2 separate regions of the Mus musculus genome follow, and region 2 is linked to region 1. The links are chromatin contacts, called in public HiChIP or PLAC-seq maps. All regions are on one chromosome and are shown on one strand. The core of a region is the stretch at or near the end of the contact, and the rest is flanking DNA. Distances in the headings are between cores, read along the strand shown. Region 1 has its middle 19 kb from the start of Gm30699. Region 2 overlaps Akna (AT-hook transcription factor).

Region 1 (4,476 bases), core at 369-2,868:
AGTGATTTTTGAGTGGCTGTGTCTCATTTTCGTTGCTGTGGTAAGACATCCTGTCAGAAGCAGCATGTGGGGGCAAAGGGTTTGCCTTGGCTCACTGTTCCAGGTTATAGTTCATCACAGTGGGAAAGTCAGCAAAGACGTAAGGAAGCCAGTGACATCACATCCAAGAACAGACTGGGAATAAGTGTGCGCATGCCTGTGCTCACTCTCTACACGCTCTACACTTAGATAGTACAAGATTCCCCCACCCCCACCTAGGGGATGGTTTCACCCACAGTGGGCTGGGTCTTCCCACCTCAGCAATAAAGACAATCCCCCACAGACATGTTTACAGGCCATTCCATGATCTAGACAATCCCTCACTGAGACTCCCTTCCCAGGTGATTCTAAAACTCACCACCACACTGCCCTATTGTTCTAAAAACCTCATCTTTCCCTGAAATTGTCTTAGGACGCTGTGGTCTGTGATGTTTTTGACACAGGCACCTTAAGATTATAGGCACATCTGCCTGGAGTCTTCTAGAGACCTGACCTGAGGCTTGATGTGTGGAGAGGAGTTCCTGTGAATAGGATTCTGGGGGCCTGGGTTCTCCTGGGGCCTCTTCTGCCTGAGATGCTGTCGCTAAGCTATCTTTACCTTTGTCTCCTGCACTTACCCGCAAGGCGTTCACTTTCAGAGCTGCCATTGAATTTTATACCAGCCCGCAGGTGCTGAGCAGGAATCGTCACCCATTCTGAAGATGACAAAACTGAGCCCCAGAGACACAAAAGTGTCATCTGAGATACACACCGAGTTTTGGAAAGAAGCTTTCCTTATTTTTGGTTGCTGACTTCCAGTCTGAGCCAGAGGTGCCTTCCCTTTCCCAGTGAGAAGAGAGATAGCCTTCAGCAGAATGGCCCAGAACTGTGTAGTTCACAGGCACCAGGAGCCCGTGTGGCTTGGCCAGAGTCAAAGAGGAGGGGCTGCCTGCTGGCAGTACTTCACAGTCTCTGGAGGCAGAACTCTTGAGCTTTGGCCTCAGGGACCAGGTTGGTGGAAGGAGCAGTTCGGGGGTTCACTCCACTCCTGAAGCTGAAGAACAGCCTGGTATAGCTTGAGATGTGGAGGGACCTTGACAAGGAGTCAGGGCCCTACCTGGATTCAAGTGTGCTCTCAGCATAAGCACTGACTGGGGCAGGCAGGTCATGTGGATGAGGTGATGAGTGTCCCCTCCGGGAGGCATCCAGACAGAGGCTGACAGACTGTCATCTCTGGATCTCCGATGAGGTATGAACGGTGACATTAAGCCTCAGTAGCTCTTCTAACAGGAAACAGAGGCAAACCGCAAAGCTTCAGCCCCGGCCTCTCCCTCCAGCAATCCCAAGAATGTGGTTGAGGGCCCAGGGTTGGAGGCCATGCCCACAATCCCCCTGTGGCTTGGCAGGGAGCAGAGGGTCTCCCAAGGAGGAGATAAGCACTGAAGTAAGACTCGGGAAACTCTGCAGTGTTAATAGCAGGGCTGCACAGATTCTGTGCACTTCTCTCTCAGCCATTCAAGAGAGTATCACTCTTCCTGTCTGGAGGGCTGGCTTCACATGTTGTCGTGAAACAGACGGGTGGAGAAGACATGCAGAGGAGACGGCTCAGTAAAATACATCAATGCAGACAGGCGGAGTTGAGCTCCCCACTCAGCCACATAAAAGCCAAGCACATAGGTGCATACTTGGGGTCCCAGTAAGGGAGGAGGGGAAAGACAGGAGGATCCTGGGCTAGCGGGCCAGCCAGTCTAGCCAATCAGCAAACTTTAGATCCTTCGAGGGACTTTGTCTCAGAAAATAATGTGAAGAGAAATTAAAGAAGACACTCATTGTTGACCTCTGGCCTCTACAGGCAAGCATAAGCATATACATGTGTGTGCACACACATGTGTGCCCGGACACACACACACACACACACACACACACACAGAGAGAGAGAGAGAGAGAGAGAGAGAGAGAGCAGACCCATGAATACATGATGTGCAGTCTGTCCAGCACTCAGAACAGAAAAGTGTCATAGGCAATAGCAAAACTAAAGGATCCTGGGGACACACTAGTGGGACAAAGAAGTTTCCAGAAAAGGCTGAGCAGAAATGAACAGCAGCCAAGCAGGATGTCCCTCAGCACTCTCTAAAACTAAAGCCATGAACAAGTGAAGCTCAGCTGAGAAACAGCCCAGGCATCCCCCGGCTCACCTGCCTGTCACAGCAACCTGTCCTGAACCCTGGAGCCTGAGATGAGGTCCAGGGTCAGCAGGCAGGGAAAATGGTGAGTATCACCAAGATGGCTACAGCCATGTCAGGTTGAGTCACCCCACTTGCCGTAGCATGTCCTCATCCTAGCTCCTCCCTGGGCCTCAGTTTCCCCATGTGAAAAAATGTAGAAGAGACCGGATGTTGATTTCTAACCACGGTTGGCTTAGAACCAGTTTCAGAGTACACAGAGAAAATTGAAGCTATTTCTTCTTTCTGGGGCCAAGTGCACTAAAACACTGGGGTCTGAGTGAGGGAGTGAGTCTGAGTCCCACCCACCCTAAGTCCCTCTCACCATCTGAGCATCCCCCCCACTCCAAGCCCCAGGGCTCCAGATGTGGAGCTCCTCTGGGCCCACAGCCAGACACGCCCACACATCTGCTTCCAATCAGCATCCTGTCAGCCATCTGCCAAGGCCTTGGCCCACAGCCTTGAAGGCTCGCAGGGGCCTGGAGAGGGCTGCATGGTGCCAGTTACCAAGGAGACAGAGGCCTGGGGTGGGGGGCACTGGGTCCTCCCATATGGTTTTTGCCTAGTTCTCCTGAAACCATGTTTCCTCTCAGCCTAGACCCCCACAGGCCACCTGCTTCCTTGACCCTATGAACCAGGGCCCTCATAGGGGGTGAGGAGGTGTGAAAAAAAGACCCAGGAATAGACACAGAAGACAGGAACCCAGAGGTGTGGCCAACCCTTGGCTGCAAGTGCGAGTCCGGAGGCAAGAAAGCCACTCAAATTTACTTGACTGCTTCCTACTAGTATAACCTAGGCACAGCCCTCCTGAATCCTGGCTCCTGACTGCAGTGGGGATTTGTCAAATCACATCATGAGAATGACAAAGCCAACCTACGCCAAATGCCTTATGCACTGTTGCATTCCAGAACACAGTAGGTGCTGCTATTATTCCTCTCGTGGGCAAAAATAAAGGCAGTCCCTATTACTCTTACTCAACAGTTCCCACTGTAGCCAGTGGAAGGTTTGGGGGGATTCCTACACAGGGTGAATTGGAAGTCCCATGGGCACTGAGCAAGTAGAGGAAAACTGGAAGAGAAGTAGGAATGTGGCCTGCTCTGCCAGCCCCACCTACCAGCCTCAGTTCCTCGATTCCAAGGGCTCAAACCCCATAGGCTGGGCTGTGTGTTCTGAGACTCTAGCAGCCATTTCTCTAGGGGGCCATCTGGAAGTCTATTTCAGTACAGAAGGGCAGTGAAGGGAGGTCAGGGTGGCCTAGCCTCACTAGCAGGACAGCGTGACTACCCAGCTGTGGCCACTAGGTTAGCCGGTTCTCAACCAGCCCTGTGAACTTCATTCTAATAGTGAGGGTACCCTGGGGGTGCTGTGCTGTGCTTGTTAATTTGGAGTGTTTTATTTGTGTGTGGCGGGTGGTTTGGGGAGGGGTTGTTTGGTTTTGTTGTCAACTTGACACAAATTAGTGTCATCTGGGGAGAAGGGAAGATGAGGCACTGTCTCCATTAGATTGGCCTGCGGGCAAGTCTGTGGAGGCATTTTCTTGGTCTGTGATTGATGTGGGAGAGCCTAGGTCCCTGTAGGTGGTGCCACCCCTGGGCAGGTGGTCTAAGAAAGCAAGCTGAGCCAGCCAGTGGGTAGCTTTCCTCTGTGGCTCCTGCCTCTGCTCTTGCTTGAGTTCCTGTCCTGACATCCCTTAATGATTAAATGCGGACTGGGATCTATAAACCCATGAGCCCACTCCTCCCCAGGATGCTGTCGGCCACAGTCTATCACTGCAATAGAAAGCAAACTAGGGTGAAGTTCAGTGTAGGAGCTGTTCTCGATGCCGTAGCAACTCAAAAGGAAGACAATGGCCACAGATCTCAGCCCAGTCCATCCTCCTCCACAGCCATGACGCAGCCATAGGTGACACACGCATTTGCCTACTGTGTACCAGTCCCTGAGCTGGACACTGGGATTCCAAATGCAAACAGATCTAGTCCAAGGAAGCAAATAAAGCTGTGACAGAGAAAACCCAGGGATGAGCAGTTGTCTCAGAATGCAAGGGAATTGTCCTCCGCTGGAGGATGAAGGATGTCCAAAGAGAATGAGAGAGGAAGGCACCCTCACCCTGTAATCTTTTGCCCCATGACCTTGCAGCATCTTTTTCTCACCTCAAAATTTCCCTTGGGGTATGGGAGTCTTGACCCAGATGGAACATGGGACATGGGGTCTTGCCTCACTGAGAAAGAGAGCAAAG
Region 2 (4,574 bases), core at 1,341-3,840, 630 kb before region 1:
CTGTAGCGCAGACTTTCTGCTCAATCTTTCTTTGGTGTCCCCTTTTTCCAGTGTCTTACTTTCACCTTTCTCCAGTGTCTCCCTCAAAACCTCCTCCTCTTATCCAACTGGAACTGAGCACCCCGTGTAGGACAGCCCCGTGTGGCACCGAAGGGATCAGCTCATCCACTCAGAACTGGGTAGCATAGCCCTCCACCAAGACCTGTCTCCAGAGGAGGCTGAGAACCCTGAATGGGGCGAGGCAGGAAGTGAGCCAATCAGCCCCTGGCACTTCCTGCTTTCCTCAGACCCTTGTTTGCTCAAACAGGCTGCAGAGAGGAGGCAGGACAGCTGCTGAATAAAGATGTACCTCCCTTCCCCCAGCTCTGGTTGTCCCCCTAGAAAGAGGACACCCCACCTTTCTGCAGAGTGCTTCCCACTCCGAGGTCCCCCGGTCATGTGCTGACCTCATGCCTTCAGCCACTTTTGGGGAACACGGGTGTAGTCTATCCTAGCAAGAAGTTGAAAAGGGCCTGCCTGTCTCCATGCCTGTGGCCCTGCCAGGTGCAGGCAGGACCCTTCCCACATGGTCTTCTAGACACATCTATTGGGTTACATCTGTGGGGCTGTGAGCAGACCTTTTGGAAGACAATAACTCCCACTGATGTCTTTAGGTGACCCAGAGCTCCGAGCATTGAGAGGGAGTCTGAGGACAGGCCTGGGGAGAGCTGCAGAGAGGGCTCCCAGGATAAACTGTAGGAGATGCTGGATGGTTCAGCCTCCCTCTGCTGCTCTCTGAAATGATAACTCTTTGGCCCAAGAAAAGAGTGAGTTCTGTTCGAGTGATTGCACTGAAAATGGCCCATAATTCCCTCCACCCCAGCCTCATTGCCATTTTGGGAGTAACTGGGGCACAGCTCAGGGTCCCAACTTGCAGGGGAGAACAGGGGATCAGGGCCCACAGATGCTTCAATTTCTGAGTTCCATGTTCTCTACCAGAAGATGTTCTCCACAAAGTCCACCTGAACGGACCTGAATTAGGAGAAACCTGAATGAGAGGTTCTGGATCCCATCGGCTTCCTGTCTCTCACAGGGATCTTTGAACATGACTTCTCTAGCACCTGCTGAGGCTCTGGCCAGAGCCCAGAACAATGTAGGGGGCAGGGCTGGGCCCACCCAAGAGGGAACCAGGCTGGAATACACCCTCTGTGGTGGGGAACTGGGAACCACAGTCCGATGGAACTGAGACCAACATCAGCTGAACCAGAATCCAGTCCCAGACTAAGGGTGTCCCCTCCACTTGCAGACAAAAGGCTAAGCTGTGAGTGTCCTAGAGCAAGTGTGAGACACAAAGGTGGCACGTCCCCGTGGATCTGTCTGTTCTTTGCAGATGGTATAGTTTCCTCAGGTCTGGGATCCCTAGATCTGGTCCAGCATGGTGTGTGGGACAAGCCTACAGACAGGCAGGCCATGGTGATAGGAGAATATCCACTGGTGATTCTGTTAACTGCTATCCTAAGTCATTTACAACTGGGCACAGAGATAACCTCTCTGTCACATAAAACCTAGCAGGGTCACACAAGGTAGAGGTGCCCGAGCTAGGTTTTGACCCTGAACACTGGCTGCAGGGCCCATGGCTCACTTACTCTGACAAAGCCAAGCCAGCAACGCTCACCGAATCTGCAGCCAGAAAAACTGCCAGGGAAGGCCGAGCTTAGATCTAGGAGCGTCTAGGAACCACACAGTCTGGGGAGCATGGGCTAGGGGACCAGGACTAATTAGGAGTCATGGGTGGGCTTTACTCTGTGTGCTGACTCTAGAATCTGTGGTGATGTCACCACTCGCTGTCCTATTGCGACTTCCTCCCAGCTCCTGTCTCGGCTTTAGGGGGATGTGAAACCGGTGAGGAGACAGAAGCCACCCTTAAAGGAATTGGGGATGATGTCAGCACCTTTCGTGAAGTGTGTTCTGCTGCCACTCTGGAGCAGAAGCTCCTGATGGGGTTCAGTGTATATGGGGGGGGGGGGGCGAGGGCGGCTGTGTTTTCTTCCCACCCCTTTTGCCCCATTCATAGAGCTCATTACCATTTTAAAGGCTTGAGACCCCATCTGTGCCCAGAATACTCATAGGTTTAACCCCATGTTTCCCAAACTCGCTGGTCCACCCTGCACAGAGTCCCTAGGGCTTCTGAGTGTCACTGCATGGCAGTGTCACTGTCTGTCCAGAATGGCAGGTCATGGCAGGCACAGGCCCTACGGCTCAGCAGTTGCTAAGTGCCCTCCCTACTCCCTACTTCCTCTGGATGGCCAGGGCCTCACAGTCCTGGGGCTCTGTCTCCCTCGTTTCCATCCTCTGTATCTGGAAGCTGCCAGGTTCCTGCTGCTCCTCAGGTGGGGCCTTGGCACAGTGGGCGGGGAACACAAGAGGGCAGGGCCACCCCTGGGATTTGGGTCACCTCAGGAAGAAAAGGGTGTTGATAGGCAGGCCCCCACAGGCGAAGCTGAGCAGATGGCCCAGAGGATTATGAAAATCCAGCTTTGTTCTCAGCTAGGGAGGCTCAGGCAGGGGGAGGCAGTGTCACCAAATTACACTTGAGACAGCCAGGCTTCAAAGAACAGCTTATGCAAAGGGGCTTCCTGTCTGAAGGCTGTGGAACTCCTAAGTCAGGCCTATCTTCAGCTGCTTAGTCCCGATCATGGGGTGGCAGAGAGCAGTCAGGATAGCCCACCTGAGCTCTTAAATGGGTAGTAAGGCATCATAGGAGTGTATCTTTTTTACTGGTCCACTTTCACGGTGGCCATATTCACATAAGGATAGGGAGGATGTTGAAGATACAGGGATGATGGTTAAGGTTACGGTAATGGTGAAGACTATGATGGTGCTGATGGGAGTGATGTGGTGATGGTACTATTGGTGTTGCGCTGACGACAGGGAGGATGGTGATGGTGGAGATGCTGGTGACTGTATTAGTTACTCTCTTATTGCTATGATAAGATACCATGACCAGCCAACATACAGAAGGAGGGAGTTAGGTGGGTTTATGGCTCAAGGGTCCATCACCATCACGGTGGAGAAGCACAGTTGGCAGTCTGAACAGCAAGCTGAGCGCTCACAGCATAAACTACAAGCAGAAAGCAGAGGGAGCAAACTGAGACTTGCGTGTGGCACTCGAAGCCTCAGCGCTCGCTCACCCCAGTGATACACTTCCTTCAGCAAGGCCACATCGCCTAGTCCTACCCCCCCCCCCCCCACCAAAATGCCACCAGCTGGGACCAAGTATTCAAATTCCAAAGCTATTGGGGACAGTCTCTTCCAGACGATCACAGTTCACAGTGCCAGGTGAGAGCTACCATTTACTTACACTGACTTCATGCACGGTGATGCCAACTGTGCCATCCACTCCAGAACTGAGGTGTATCATGACGGAGCCTGAGTCGGTGCCTGGCCTCTGACTTTGGAGCACACATTAAGCCAAGCAAGCCAGACTGAGTATTTTCAGCTGTGGTTTCCACAACCTCTGTCAGGGCCGGCCCAGCTTGGCTGCTACGGTGTGAAAGCTGCCATTGGTGGCACACGATGGCAGATGTGCCTGCAGCCAGGGAGCCCCTGGATACAAAAGCAGACCCTGGCTCCCCATCTGTGTTCACACCCCTGCTTGGAACCAGGATTCCCTCCTGCTGAGCTCCAGTGTATCCCCCCCCCCCATCAGCTGCCCCCCTCCCTACACACTTCCCACACCATCTTCAAGGTCAGAGCACAACTAGAAGGCTCTGTTTGTGCACGTAACATCTCCTTCCTTCATTCAGACAGCCATCTACTATTTACTGTTTATCATTATCAATGTAGTTATTATTGGAAATATTTCATTAAAACGTTAATGATTATCATATATGTGTTACACACATATAATAACCATCACTAGTAACCATTATTGTTACCAGTGTAAGAGCTAGCTGGTGATCTCTTGTGGCACTTAACTTCTGGGAGTCTAGGGCTCGTAGGGGCTCACAGAGACTGAAGCGTCAATCTCGGAGCCCGCATGGGCCTGTGCTAGGTCCTCTGCATATATGTTATGGTTGCTTAGCTTGGGTTTTTTGTGGGGCTCCTAAAAGTGGGAGTGGGGGGTGTCTCTTACTGTTTTGCCTGCTCTTGGGACCCCTTTTCTCTTACTGGGTTGCCTCGCCAGCCTTGATATGAGAGTTTGTTCCTTGTATTATTGTAACTGGTTAAGCTGTGTTCCATTGATATCTCTGTGAGGCCTGCTCTTTTCTGAAGGGACACGGAGGAGCAGTGGATCTGTGCGGGAGGGGAACTGGGGGGAGGAACTGGGAGGAGTGAGGGAGGGAAGGCTGCTGTCAGGATATATCGTAGGAGAGACGAATTTACAAAAAGAAAAACAGGGAAAGTCATCCCTACCTGCCTCGTTTTCAGGACCTCTGGAAAGACAATAGGAGGCGGCTTTTAAGTCCTCCGCCCAGTGTAGGACCCACTGAAAAGTGGTGTTCGTGATTCCCAGGCTAAGGATGGGGCTCCTGTGTGGTGGAAGGAGGAAGGAGGAAGCCTGGATAACAGATGCGCTGTGGCCTCTTTGCAGT

What was found. HiChIP or PLAC-seq counts read pairs in DNA pulled down with a chosen protein or histone mark.
Region 2: an H3K27ac HiChIP or PLAC-seq map of thymic regulatory T cells shows a contact between it and region 1, with 2.9 times the contacts expected there. The contact joins two enhancer-like sites. A contact is called at or near these places in 2 of 115 datasets of contacts at active chromatin or transcription factors (microglia and thymic regulatory T cells).

What each region holds. Positions count from the first base shown.
Region 1 is chr4:62,753,918-62,758,393 of GRCm38.p6, reverse strand. No RefSeq gene overlaps it. Among named protein-coding and RNA genes, the nearest start is that of Gm30699, 19 kb to the left of the region's middle. Within about 2 kb of position 1,618, at least 136 of the 459 cell types and tissues checked have an H3K27ac peak or open chromatin away from gene starts, as enhancers often do. A contact at or near this core is called in thymic regulatory T cells, where this site is marked.
Region 2 is chr4:63,387,202-63,391,775 of GRCm38.p6, reverse strand. All of the region lies in intron 4 of Akna (AT-hook transcription factor), which reads left to right. Aknaos (a long non-coding RNA gene) reads right to left here. Exons shown (of 4, transcript XR_003955426.1): 2 at 4,396-4,574; 3 at 3,341-3,585; 4 at 1-3,100. Among named protein-coding and RNA genes, the nearest start is that of Gm52742, 5.8 kb to the left of the region's middle. Within about 2 kb of position 2,590, at least 122 of the 459 cell types and tissues checked have an H3K27ac peak or open chromatin away from gene starts, as enhancers often do. A contact at or near this core is called in thymic regulatory T cells, where this site is marked.